3 separate regions of the Mus musculus genome follow, and all the other regions are linked to region 1. Evidence: chromatin contacts called from public HiChIP or PLAC-seq and capture Hi-C data. All regions are on one chromosome and are shown on one strand. The core of a region is the stretch at or near the end of the contact, and the rest is flanking DNA. Distances in the headings are between cores, read along the strand shown.

What was found. HiChIP or PLAC-seq counts read pairs in DNA pulled down with a chosen protein or histone mark. Capture Hi-C pulls out chosen DNA fragments and counts their contacts.
Region 2: an H3K27ac HiChIP or PLAC-seq map of hepatocytes shows a contact between it and region 1, with 9 times the contacts expected there. The contact joins two enhancer-like sites. A contact is called at or near these places in 1 of 484 Hi-C or Micro-C datasets (liver), 4 of 115 datasets of contacts at active chromatin or transcription factors (differentiating embryonic stem cells, embryonic stem cells, extraembryonic endoderm stem cells and 1 more) and 2 of 9 other capture datasets (embryonic stem cells and pancreatic islet).
Region 3: a contact with region 1 is called in a capture Hi-C map of embryonic stem cells, with 6 times the contacts expected there. The contact joins two enhancer-like sites. A contact is called at or near these places in 2 of 115 datasets of contacts at active chromatin or transcription factors (both in embryonic stem cells) and 2 of 9 other capture datasets (adipose tissue and embryonic stem cells).

The regions. Positions count from the first base shown.
Region 1 is chr1:72,181,312-72,185,541 of GRCm38.p6, reverse strand. All of the region lies in intron 2 of Mreg (melanoregulin), which reads left to right. Among named protein-coding and RNA genes, the nearest start is that of Mreg, 29 kb to the left of the region's middle. Within about 2 kb of position 2,136, at least 79 of the 459 cell types and tissues checked have an H3K27ac peak or open chromatin away from gene starts, as enhancers often do. A contact at or near this core is called in embryonic stem cells, hepatocytes and liver, where this site is marked.
Region 2 is chr1:71,573,644-71,577,873 of GRCm38.p6, reverse strand. It overlaps Atic (5-aminoimidazole-4-carboxamide ribonucleotide formyltransferase/IMP cyclohydrolase), which reads right to left. Exons shown (of 16, transcript NM_026195.3): 13 at 1,741-1,833; 14 at 1,075-1,257; 15 at 1-88. Among named protein-coding and RNA genes, the nearest start is that of Atic, 19 kb to the right of the region's middle. Within about 2 kb of position 1,758, at least 18 of the 459 cell types and tissues checked have an H3K27ac peak or open chromatin away from gene starts, as enhancers often do. A contact at or near this core is called in hepatocytes and liver, where this site is marked.
Region 3 is chr1:71,607,669-71,611,898 of GRCm38.p6, reverse strand. It overlaps Fn1 (fibronectin 1), which reads left to right. Exons shown (of 46, transcript NM_010233.2): 27 at 881-970; 28 at 2,217-2,486; 29 at 3,879-3,995. Among named protein-coding and RNA genes, the nearest start is that of Fn1, 43 kb to the left of the region's middle. Within about 2 kb of position 2,293, at least 4 of the 459 cell types and tissues checked have an H3K27ac peak or open chromatin away from gene starts, as enhancers often do. A contact at or near this core is called in embryonic stem cells, where this site is marked.

The DNA of each region.
Region 1 (4,230 bases), core at 887-3,386:
TTGTGTGTATGTAATTTGTTTGAGTATGCATGTGGAAGCTAAAGACAACCCCAGGTGGTATCCTTCAGGTATGTCTACCTTGGTTTTTTAAACATAATCTCTCACTGACCTGGAACTAAGTAGACTAGACTGGTGGCTCACAAGCCCTGTCCCCACTCAGTGCAGGGATTACAAACATCTGCCCCCACCCCTGGCTTATATTCTTTTCTTTATCTTTTTTTTGGGGGGGAGGACACTGTATGTGCATATGGGGAGGACAATTTGTAGGAGTTAGTCCCCTCCGCCCTCTGCTTCCTGAGTGCTGATGTCATGAGCATGCGCCCTTACACCTGGATGTTTTATGTCCCTTAAAACAGAACGCTTGTGGAAGTCACGGGACAGCTTGTTGGAGTGGGTTTGGGGATTGAACTCAGGTTTGGCGGCAAGCACCTTCACCTGTGAGCCAGCTCGCCAGGCCATGCTTGCCCCTGCTTCCATTGGTTCAGGAGACGGAACTCAGGGCCTTATGCTTGCAGGCACACAGTCTCCCAGGGCATTTTCAACGCTGAATGTTCTGTGTAGTGACATTTAGCACGTTCCTAGTCTTTGGCAGCTATCTATTCTTTAGTCTCCAGGCCTTTGCGTATGTAAGTCTCAGGGCCTAAACTCAAGTCGTCAGATTTGCCAGTGAGCACTCTTACCTGCTGGGCCATCTCAGTAGCCTTTGCCTTTTGTTATTTTATTTTATTTTATTTTATTTTATTTTATTTTATTTTATTTTATTTTATTTTTTGTTTAGGAGTCTGTCTTTTTCCATTGTCCAGGCTGGCCTGGAAATCTCTCAAGCTTGTCTCAGGCTTGATAACCTCCTGCTTTAGGCTGCCGAACCTGCTGGGATTAGAAGGCAAGGGCCGCCATTGCTGTGGGGCTGTTTTTGAGGCTCTGTCCTCATTGACTTCCGTCTGAAGCTGCAGGAGGGAAGGTTTGTGGAAGTGGTAAATGTACTTACAAACACCAGCAGCTCTGTGATGTAGGCAGGACCAGCTGGGCAGAAACTGGCCGGCTTCCTCCATAGCCGTTGTGTCCTGTCCCTGAAGCAGAGGGCCAGGCCTCTGTGGGTTAGTGTGTGTGAGGAAGGCTCTTCTTAGTCGGCAGGTGGGCTCAAGACAATCTGCTGGTAAGATTCTACCTCCGGGTACAGAAGGCAGATGGAGTTGAGAAGAAACTAAAACTACAAATGTGTCTTAAAAGTCTTATTTTAAAAACAAACAAAGCAACCAACCAGTTGACCCTGTATACATTCAAAACACTGAGGACTAATGCCAAGCTTATTGAGGACCACTGCCCGGCTGATTGATTGATTGATTTATATTAAGGTTAATTTTATATGTCAACGTATTTGGGCTACAATGTACAGGTATTTGGCCAAATATTCTGGGGACTGGCCGGGTGGCTCAGTGGGTAAAGTGCTTGAGGATCTGAGTTCAGATCTCAGTTCCCATATTGAAAGCTGGCCGTGGTGGCGTTTACCTTCCAGCTCAGCGGTGAGGAGGTAGAGATGGAGGACCCCTGGTTCTCAGAGGCCAGCCTCTGCCTGTATCCCTGTTCAGTGATCACCGGGTTCCTTGATAGACCCTGCCCAACTGTGTGTGGTGCTGAGGATCCAGACTCAGGGCCTCCAGCGAGTGCAGCAAACGCTTTACCCGTCAGCCACTTTCCCAGTGAAAGTACAGTTAGTACATCACAAATGGCTGCTCTAGTAGGTGGTGTGCAGCCTGGCTAGAGAAGAGGATCATGGGTATATATATCTGAGAAAGGCTGTCTGTCTGCTTGCTGAATGGAAAGGTGTGCCTATCTCATCTGAGTACACAGATGCTGCTGTGCCCTTGTAGTTTCCTTACTGCCTGGATACAATTCAGATGTGTTACCTTGTCGTCATGGGCTTTATTTAAAGAAAAAATTCTCCCTAGTACTTATAGCATAATCCGTGATGATTTGCCCCCCCCCCCCGCTCCCCCCGCCCCATGCTTTTCTAAACTGATTGGCTTTGCTTTACTTGAGTGCTCTGGAAACTGGGTGGGGATGAGGGAGGGTGTGTGTCTATGAGTGGCCGAAGCAGGCTCTGTGGAACTCCTCCAAAGTGGACTGGCTCAAGCGTGATGAAGCCATCGGTCACATGTGTGTTTGCAGTGTCACGTTAGTCGCTTGCAGTGAAGCCAGTCGCTTACTCCAGAGCTTTATTGTAGCCTTCCCCCTCCCCCCCCCCCCACTCTGTCCTTGTAAACATTCCTGCCCTGACTCCTGCCCTCTGTCGGTCTTGCTTCTCTCAGAATAAATGAAATCAGCTCTTAATTGCTTGAGAGGCTCGCCACAGACCCACTGGGACCTCCTGCTGTCAGTGTGACTCAGCTGGGGATCACGGGAGGGTTCTGACGAGTATGCAGAAGAGGCTTGCGGCTTGTTTGCTGGCTTTGATTGCACCTGTGTGGGAAATAGGAGATCCTTCAGTTCTGGAGGGGGTGGAGAGCTGCAGCTCAGCCTTCAGGTCCCTAGGATACCGGGGAAAGGGATCATCAGGGTGCAGGGCTCCTGGATACCTGTTGTTCCATCAGCAATTGTTACGCATGCTGGTTTGGCTGTGCCACTTTATGGTTGTGCAGTTTAAGAGTCAGTCCATGTAGCTAATGAATACCAGCAGGCACAAATAATTGCCAAGTTTAATTATGGATCAGGTGAGGAAAAGTCACACCCAGCTTTTTTTTCCCCCCTAGTTTATTGTCTTTGTTATCAAAGCTCTTAACTCGGGGTGATTTTCTGTGGACCTGAGTTAAGACGAGCTGAGCTCCCCCTTCCCTAAGCCGTGTGTGTTTCGTTGTAAGCAGCTTCCAGCGTGCAGAAGTGTGTGTTGGGACCACAGGTTGCTAGTACTGGCTGTGCAGTGTGTGACTCAGATCCAGGAGATCTGACACCCTTGATGGTTACCCAGGCCCAGGTAACCCAGGCCAGCCATCCCAGAGGGGTGTGATGGACGCAGCCTTTCCTACAGCCACCGCATCTTATCTGTTCACTCGTCCAACGGAATGTGATTCTGTTTCTTCAGGCTTCATTTTTACCTGATTTTCTTTTTTTCCCCTAGCTTCAGTTGACCTTACCAGAAAAAATATTGAAAATAGGTGCAAAAGGGTACATCTAGACGTCCCTCGGGGACGTGGCCTTCTTAGCTATTCGCTCTGGTCTCTTTCCAAACGGCCACATAAACTTTGGGGGACTCTGAGGAGCTCTAAGAGTGGGGATGGCAGGGGCTTGCAGGAAAGACTTGAGACTGTGGGCTGGGTTTTAATCCAGGCTTGACAATCTGCAAAAATAAATAGTAAAATACTTGGTCATATTATATTGAGTATGCTCTTTTTGTGCATAAAGTTGGTAAATGTCACTAATTTTTTCTAATGGTGTGTGTGTGAGTGTGTGTGTATGTGTGTGTGTGTGAGTGTATGTGTGTGTGTGTGTGTGAGTGTCTGTGTGAGTGTGTGTGTGTGTCATTATCTGTGTTAGTGTGTGTGTGTGAGTGTCTGTGTGAGTGTGTGAGTGTGTATGTGTCAGTGTCTGTGTGAGTGTGTGTGTGTGTGTGAGTGTGTGTGAGTGTCTGTGTGTGTGTGTGTGTGTGAGAGTGTGTGTGTGTGTGTGAGTGTCTGTGTGTGTGTGAGTGTCTGTGTGAGTGTGTGTGTGTCTGTGTGAACTGCTGTGTGCAGTCACGTTTCATTGTGTCTTTGCTTCCCCAGGCAGAGGATTGGAAGGAATGGGTTATATGTAGGAATGGAAGCAGAGTCTTTGAAGTAGGATTGTCCTACCTTCTTGGTGATCAGAAAGGAGAGTGTCCTCTGCATGCAAAACTGTCCCTTTCATAATCTTTAAGGAATTCTCCAGTCGTAGCCTCCAGTGTGTTTGTCAACAAGTACCAGAACCTTGGGTTTTTTTTTTTTTTTCTTCTCTTCTCAGCTTTCTATGCAAGTGAGTGTCCACTTTGAGGCCTAGCTCAACTGGGAGTTTTTAAATAAAGCAGATGTTAGGAGGAATTCAGCTGGGAGGGGGATGAATTTAACCTGTATTGTGTTTTTTTTTAGTGTTAAGCACTCATTTAAACATTGTCCTATTTATTTTTATGTATGTATGTATGTAGGTGAGACACGTGAACGCCAAGGAACACACATGGAGGTCAGAGGACAGTCTCTAGAGTCAATTCTCTTTTTCTGC
Region 2 (4,230 bases), core at 509-3,008, 610 kb after region 1:
GCTTGTCCACCCATTCCTTCTTCTCCGCCTCCGTGAGTAACTCAGGAACCTCTTCGAACAGTGCTTCCCATTTCACCAGGTCTTCGCCCTAGGGAGCCAGGGACGGAAAGGGAGCCCAGCATCACTGTTAGCGCAATCCAATGAGAGCACAAGGCCAGCAACCACTAGGGCATTCTCCTGTCTGCTCACTAAACAACACGCCGAGGTTCTTTGATGTTTTAAAAACATGTTCATTAAGGAAAGGTCATTCTTAGGTTGCCAAAGAGAATAGATTGTACTTTTGTTTATCCTAAAACCTACAATAGTCCTGACTCTCAAAGTTAAATCTGTAATTTTATATACCTTCACCAAACCATTTAAGACAATGCTTCATGTCTAACCTAGGACCTGGATAATAACTGATGTCTGTGTACATGAACTACATGTACAACTGTTTCAGGTATAAAGTCAGCCGCAGGCAAATCAAAGAGACGCACGGCATTTACTACTATCTGATGCTGTCACCTCACAAGCTGACCATGAAGTGTAATCCCAGTGCAGAGGTGGTAAGTAATAAGGCCTTCTGCAGGCTGCAATGGAGCATGCCGACAATCCTGCACTCACAGCTGCAGTGCAGCTCAGCCTACACTAGAGCCACCATCTTACATGAAACCAAACAAAACCAGAAATAGTACCAAAACCACACGGAGCTGCTAAGGGCTTTTGTATAAATGTGGTAGGAGAAGGCCCCTGGTGACCAGCTATCAGATCACGTGTGGCTCAAGTCTAATGTCACCTCTGCTGACACTAGGGGATGCTGGCAGATGGAGAAGAACAGCCCTGCAGTGACAATATTATAACCCATAGGGGAAGTACGGGCCTATAAAATTAATCCGAATTCATTACCCAGGAAGCAGAGGTTTGTGGTTCAGAGGTTTGTGGGCGCAGCAGTGAGGTTGACAGGGGTGAGGAAGGTGTTTTAAGCATTTCACACTACTGAGGGTTTTGAGAAGCCTCTCTGTGGTAGGATGGTGGAAGACTGTCATACATGAGACGACCGCAACACGGTCCACTGGGAAGCCAATCAGTCCGCACCTCACCGATAGTGCCGGTCACATACTGATCAATCGCATTGGAGATCTCTGCTCTCTTCACCCCGGCTTTAAACTTCATGGACAGCACTCGTGGGTGGTGCCGAAGCCACCAAGAGTTTGCCTTATCACCTGCAAGGCGAGTGCAGTGTATCCGAGACTGCTGTCCTGCTCCGATGCCAATAACCTAAGGAACACGGACGTTAGCAATCAATGACATTTCTCCCGCAACACTGTCTTTTCAAAGAATGACAGTAGTGAAGCTTCCACTCTGAGTGGCTTTGCTGGCTCTGGAGATCCTGCCCAAGGACCAGAGACCACAGTCTGTCAGGATTTAGTGACTAAAACTGGCAAACTTCATAGCTGGCAACCATGAAAATCCTGAAAGGCTCTTCTGATGAGCTGTGTGTGAGTGTGTGTGTGTGTGTGTGTGTGTGTGTGTGTGTAAACCAGTCTTACTAGCCCCACCCGAGGCAGCTTCCTCTAAGCAGGAACCAGTGTACCCAAGTGCAGTACTTGGCTCTGGCTAGTTTTCAAGTCTACTAAGGTGCTGAGTAAATCCTGACTGACACAGCAGGAAGAGAAACTTGGCAAATCTCCCTTTCCCGGCACCAAGGCTTTTGCCTACTGTTCTGTTCTGCTTACTCTTCTGTCCCAACAGCTTGGTTACCTGCCCATCCTTGGCATAGCACACCGAATTAGACTGAGTATACTTGACAGCGACGGTGGCGACAATGAGGTCTCTGAGTGCAGACTCCGGCAGCTGAAACAAACAGGACAGCTAAGTCTCACCAGGCTTTAGAAATCTCTTGATTTTAAGGTACGGATATAATGTGACAGACCTAATACAGTTAGGTCCCTCAGTGACAGCCAGATGGACAAATTATGCTGCACAGTCATACTTTACTCAAGACTGAACCACGTGAGCACAGCTGTGACTACTGCAGTGCACTCTCTGCAGTCCCATGTGTCACTCTCACACTGATAACAACCATTCAGCAACACAATGAGACACGCTCTTCATTTGAAAATGACAATACTTTTTGGTTGGAATTTCTTTAACTGAGGATATAAGATTCAGGATCAGAACTAACATGAAGATTAATTTTCATATACGTTGTGCACTGCTATGATGTACATATAACCACTGCTATTCTGGAAAAGTCAAATTATAGTATTTCTTGCTTTGCCGAAAACATTTTAAGAAGCTATTTAAAAATATTTTAAAATTTAAAAATATTTTGCACCTGGTGGCAATGATGCACCTTTAATTCCAGTACCTGGCAGGTGGATGTCTGTGAGTTCAAGGTCAGCCTGGTGTACACAAAGAAATAGTTTTGGAAATAAATAATTTTTTTTTTTTTGCAAACTCTAAAGCCAACATTCAGCATTAAGTCTGTAAAACGTCACCTTTGGTACAAATTAGCAAGGAGAACAATGAAGCAAGTGTGCACTCTAAGCATGCGAAGGGTGTCAGCTACAGACAGCTACACTAGCTACAAAAAAGATACAGGAGGCCTGCAGTCCCAGCAATCAGCACTCAGAGGTCAATGAAGGATGACCTGGGCTTCAAGGCCAGCCCAGACTACACACACACACACACACACACACACACACACAGAAGAATGAAGTTATGTTGCTTGTGAAAAAAATGAATGTAACTGAGGATAATCATATTAAGTAAATAACTTAACCACTCTCAGAAACACAAATATTCTATTTTGCTTGTGCTCCCTAGATCTATAGATATATAAAATCATGAATCCACAGTATGTACAATATGAAAGAAGAAAAAACTGTCTATGGGAAGAAAGAGAAGAGAGTGGGGAGGACTAAAAGGGGGAGAGGGGGAGAATGTATGGTTAAATACAATATCCACTGTATGCATGAAAATGTCCTTATGTTATACAGTATCATATATATTGAGTACATGCAATGAAAATTTAAAAATAAAGAAAAAGATAAGCTTGGCTTCATCCGAATGAAGCTTCTACTCTGCAAAAGGGAAACGGGATAAAGAATGTAGGAGAGAGAACTCAACAACTGCACGTGAACCCACACTTCTTACATCTCAACATCTGAAGATTAGTTTTAAAAGATTTTCAGGGGAACGAGCAGGGTTGTGGGAGGGGGGTGACCAGGAGGGGGGCAGTGAGTGGGATGTAAAGTAAATAAGTAAAATAATAAAAAAATGGTTTAAAAAAAATATATATATATATATTATTCTAACATTATATATTAACATCACTAATATACCCTTCATCTTTTGTTTTGAGCCATCCAGTACACATGACTCTATAGAAAATAGCCTCTCAGAAGTCCACTTCAAATATACCCCTGGCACTCTGAGTTAGATCAAAGACGATGAGCAATGCCTGTGGGGCGGATGGAAGCAAACTCCCCACTGAAGCCCAATCTTATTTTTAAAGGGGGGAGACTTCAGATCTCTTTTATCTTTTACTCTAGCTACAATGGCCTCTTGTAAGTAGACCAGTGCCCCTCCAGAAGCACAGAAAAGCCAGACGCACAGCAAAGATTCAGAGAAAAAAACTGAGGAAGGAAACAGTGAGCTCAACAATCTGAACATTTCCCAAGAGGAGAGGGTGAGAGAGCCCCGCTGGATTTCAGAAGCTTACACGGTGCTGGGGTAATGCAAGATCAGAGGGCACAAGAGCTGGATCTGAGCCGGCTTCTGTAGAGCTGAACCACAGACAGACAGACAGACAGACAGACCATCCCTCACAAACACCAAAGCCTAAGTTTCAAATCAGCTCAGTCCTTCACAAGGTATGAGCCATGTTGCTTCACCTGCCTGCCAGGAGCATAATCAATTTCTGGGGAAAAAAAAATCACAGACTCTCAAAACACCTGCACATCCAATGCCCAGCACTGAATAAGAAGTCCAGGCACGACAGCAGGTAAGCCAGGAAGCAGTCCTTCAAACTGAAGGCTCAATAGCTCAGGGACTAAGGCCTGGCTCAGACTCTGTGGTCAGTCCCAACACACACACACACACACACACACACGCACACACACACACACACACACCGCTACCCTCTTATTCATTTCCCTATCTTGTAACTTTAGACAGATGTAACTGTTCTCTGTCCCAGTTCTATAATCTGTACAGTAGAGGATGGTCCTCTCCCATAATGCACTG
Region 3 (4,230 bases), core at 1,044-3,543, 570 kb after region 1:
TGAATTAAAGAGAACAAGAGCTTGCAACATTGTAGGAAATTGTATAAGTACAGGGGTTCTACAGGAGAGGAAAGTAGTTACATTCAGGCCCATTTCCAAATAGGGTCAGAAAACATCCTCTGCTCTTCAGATACGGCTCAGAAAGCTAACTACAAAGAGGCAGCAGCAGCAGCTCTCACTTGGTGGCTAAAGACCAGAGGACCCAGATACTTAACCCGAGTGTGGAAATGTCTGTCCAGTCAGTAGGAACCACATTGTCCAATATACTAGACCCATCGCCACCTGTTGGCACCGGTTTAGCCAAACCGTGTCACATGTTAATTATGTATCTTAAAGAGTCCTAATGCTAGAAGAAACTCCCCCTTAGAGAAGTCATTATTACCCTATTTTAAAAATTAAGCAGTTTGAGGGCAGTGGAGTGAGTCCAGGGGCACTAGGTATGTTCATTGTCTTGAATACATTCATGGCCCCAACAAGGACACATGTCAAATTTTGTCCAACTGTACATCTTGACATTGCATAGCATGGAAGCTGCTGACCACCTCATGTGGTTGTTGTGATGGGTAGATGGTAATGTAGACTCCCACAAAAGTTACATCAGTGGCCCTCACAGATGCCCTTTCAAATGGACGGGAGAGATAGTAACATCCCGTGTTTACACTTGACTGAGTTCCATTTATACCTGTGGAGCTGGGGCTTACAGACAGGACAGAGCGGCCCTTATTTACAGATTATGTCCAGACAGACATACTCACTTAGCCACAGGTAGGCTATGGGACTGAACGCTTGGATGTTTTATCAGATGACGGAGTCCCGGGGAGCGTTATGCTTTCTCAAAGTCTCAATCAAGTTTAAAGCAAATCCCACTTTGCCTCTTCAGATCTCCTGCCTGGGACAGAATACTTAGTCAGTGTCTCCAGTGTCTACGAACAACATGAGAGCATCCCTCTCCGGGGAAGGCAGAAAACAGGTGAGCCACGTTAGCTACCAACGTTAAGCAACAAAATGATAGGTTGAGTCTATAGTTGCATCTCCACCTTTTGTGGCATTGATACATTACTTTTAATTTATTAATTAATTTATGATGACAATAATTAATTACAACTAATTAATAATTAATTTTAGTTATTGTAGAGTAGTGGTTTTGCCATGGTATTTTCACATGCTCTGTTGATGTTCCTCTTCCGTTCCTCTCCTTGCCCCCTGTCATCCTTCCTGGTCCCCTTTCTCCCTGTAGTAATGTACAGCCCCGTTTTCACTCTCGTCATCTTGTCACCTCTATCCTATGACCCTTTTCACTTTCTACCCTCTCCGCCTTAAAGCACCTTCTCTTCTCCCCACATTCCTTTTTCTAGTTTCAGGACCTTTGCTCTGCACATACATGTAGATGCTCTATACACACATATGAAAAATTAAAGCTAGGATCCAGGTACCAGAAAACTCCACTTGTCTTTCTGAGACTGGATTGCTTTGTTTAACATAATAATGTTACTTTGTTTAACATAACAATAGAGTTCCCTGGTTTCCTTGTGAATTTCACTGGTTTCTTGTCTTAGTTAAGGTTGTTGTGATATTTGTGAGGAAACACCATGATCAATAGCAAACTGGGGAGGGAAGGGTTTATTCGACTTACACTTCCACACTGTAGTCCATCACTGCAGGGAAACCAGGACAGGAACTCAAGCAGGGCAGGAACTTGGAGGCAGGAGCTGATACCCGGGGCCATGGAGGAGTGCTGCTTACTGACTGGCTTCTACCATGACCTGCTCAGCCTGGTTTCTTATAGAATCCAGGACCATGAGCCCAGAGAAGGCACTGTCCCGCCCACAGTGGGCAGGGCCCTGCCCTGTCAATCACTGATAAAGAGAAAGCCCTACAAGCTTGCCTAGATCTTACAGAGGCATTTTCTTAATTAACGACTCCTTCCTCTTAGATAACTTTAGCTTGGTCAAGTTTATGATATAAAGCTACCCAGAACAACGCTGAAGCCCTCAGAAGTATCAGTGTTTCGGTATAATGTAGAAATCGGCTATAATTTTACATATTGTTTCAATTACTTTTAAAAGGAAAAAAAGAAAGAAATGCTTGTGTAAGCTGATTGCGGTCAGCTATCAGTCCCGTATAACAGTGTCAGTTGCGTTCCCCACATCCTCCATCCTCGATGTCTAAGCTCGTGGTTGTTGTCTTTTGCTCCCCTCCTTGGGTGGGAAAAACAGGTCTCGATTCCCCAACTGGTTTTGATTCTTCTGATATCACCGCCAACTCATTCACTGTCCACTGGGTGGCTCCTCGGGCCCCCATCACCGGCTACATCATCCGCCATCACGCCGAGCATTCTGTCGGAAGACCCAGGCAGGATCGAGTGCCGCCCTCGCGGAATTCCATCACCCTCACCAACCTTAATCCGGGCACCGAGTACGTTGTCAGCATCATTGCTGTTAATGGCAGAGAGGAGAGCCCGCCACTGATTGGCCAGCAAGCCACAGGTAATTTTGTTTTTTTAATCCGCAAAGAAATCCCTTGGTGTGGACTTTGTATAGGTTTGGTGTAGACTGTGAAAAAGCTTCATGTTAGACACAAAGAGCAGTGGTGGAGCCAGGCGCAGCTGTGCGCGCTCATGCACGCAGGCACGCGCGCACACACGCGCACACACACACACACGCACGCGTACGCACACACACGCACGCACGCCTTTGATCCCAGCGCTTGGAGGCAGGTGGATTTCTGGATTGGAGGTCAGCTTGGTCTACAGAGTGAGTTCCAGACTAGCCAGAGCTACACAACAAGATCTTATCTCAATAAAAAGGGAAAGAGGACAGTGATAGACTGTGTGGTAAACATTTCTCCCTCTAAAAACATATTTATTTCTCTGAGAGATTGTCACCTGGTTCAGCTATGTTCTGGTGTTTTTGCTGGTCAGTCTTTATTTATGATGGTTTGAGAGAGCGTCATAGCCCAGACTGACTCAGAAGCTGGCTCTGTAGCCCAAGCTTATCTAAGATACTTCGCCTTGACTTGTGAGTGCTGGAGTTACAGGCATGAGCTACTACTACTCATGGATATTTACTGGTTTTTAAGAAGGTTTCATACAAAACCATAATATGGTACCAAAGTTACTGTAAACCTATGATTTTTGTTTCGTTAGCTGGGCTTGGTAGCACAGATGTGTAATCCCAGGTACTTGGGAGGCTGGAGCAAGAAGGCCATCCTGGGCTACTGTGAGTTCAAAGTTAGCCTGTGCAATTCAGTGAGGCTCATCTCAAAGTAAATAAAAGTTTTTTAAAGGGGTGCAGTGGATGTAGTGTAGTGGTGGAGTGCTCTGTGTGGCGTGAGTCAAGCCCTAGATTTTGGCTTTAAGCACAGATAGATATATTTTCAGTGACAATGACTGGGAGACCTGTTATCAGAACAATCTGTAGCTTAGCTGTGAATAGGGGCGTGTGTGACCACTATTTCCAAATAACACATAGTTAAGGGTGCATGGGGTGGGATCTCTGTGAGTTCCAGGCCAGCCTGGTCTACAAAGCGAGTTCCAGGACAGACAGGGCTGTTATAACACACAGAGAAACCCTGTCTTCAAAAACCAAAAGAAAAAAGAAAAGTGCATGGTGAGTGCTGCTGTAGTTTTTATAACTTCTGTGATTTAAATTATTTCCCAAAGAGACTGTTGAGGAAAAAAGGAATTCACAATTGGGATGGTCTCCATAGCCCCTTCCCTTGACCTCGCCATAGAATTTAACTCTGCTAATTCAGTGTTGCATTTAGATTTTTGTTTGAAGAGGATGTGTGTAATCGTTATCTGGGAAAGGACAAAGTGAACCTGAGCTTTCTTTGGAAGTTATACATGTGAAGTTTTCCTGTGATTTTTTTTTTTCTAGTTTCTGATATTCCGAGAGATCTGGAGGTCATTGCCTCCACCCCCACCAGCCTGCTCATCAGTTGGGAACCCCCTGCCGTCTCTGTGCGCTATTACAGAATCACCTACGGAGAGACAGGTCTGTTCATTTTGGGCCATTTCACCCTTAGAGGATCAGGGTTCGGGTGGGTAACTTGGAAATCTGACAGTGGGAACAGGATTAAATGCAAACAGGCCCATTTAGAAAACCCCCCTCCCTCCCTCCCTCCCTCCCCTCCCCTCCCCTCCCCCTCTTTCTTTCTTTCTTTCTTTCTTTCTTTCTTTCTTTCTTTCTTTCTTTCTTTCTTTCTTTTTCTGTCCAAAAATGCATGGGA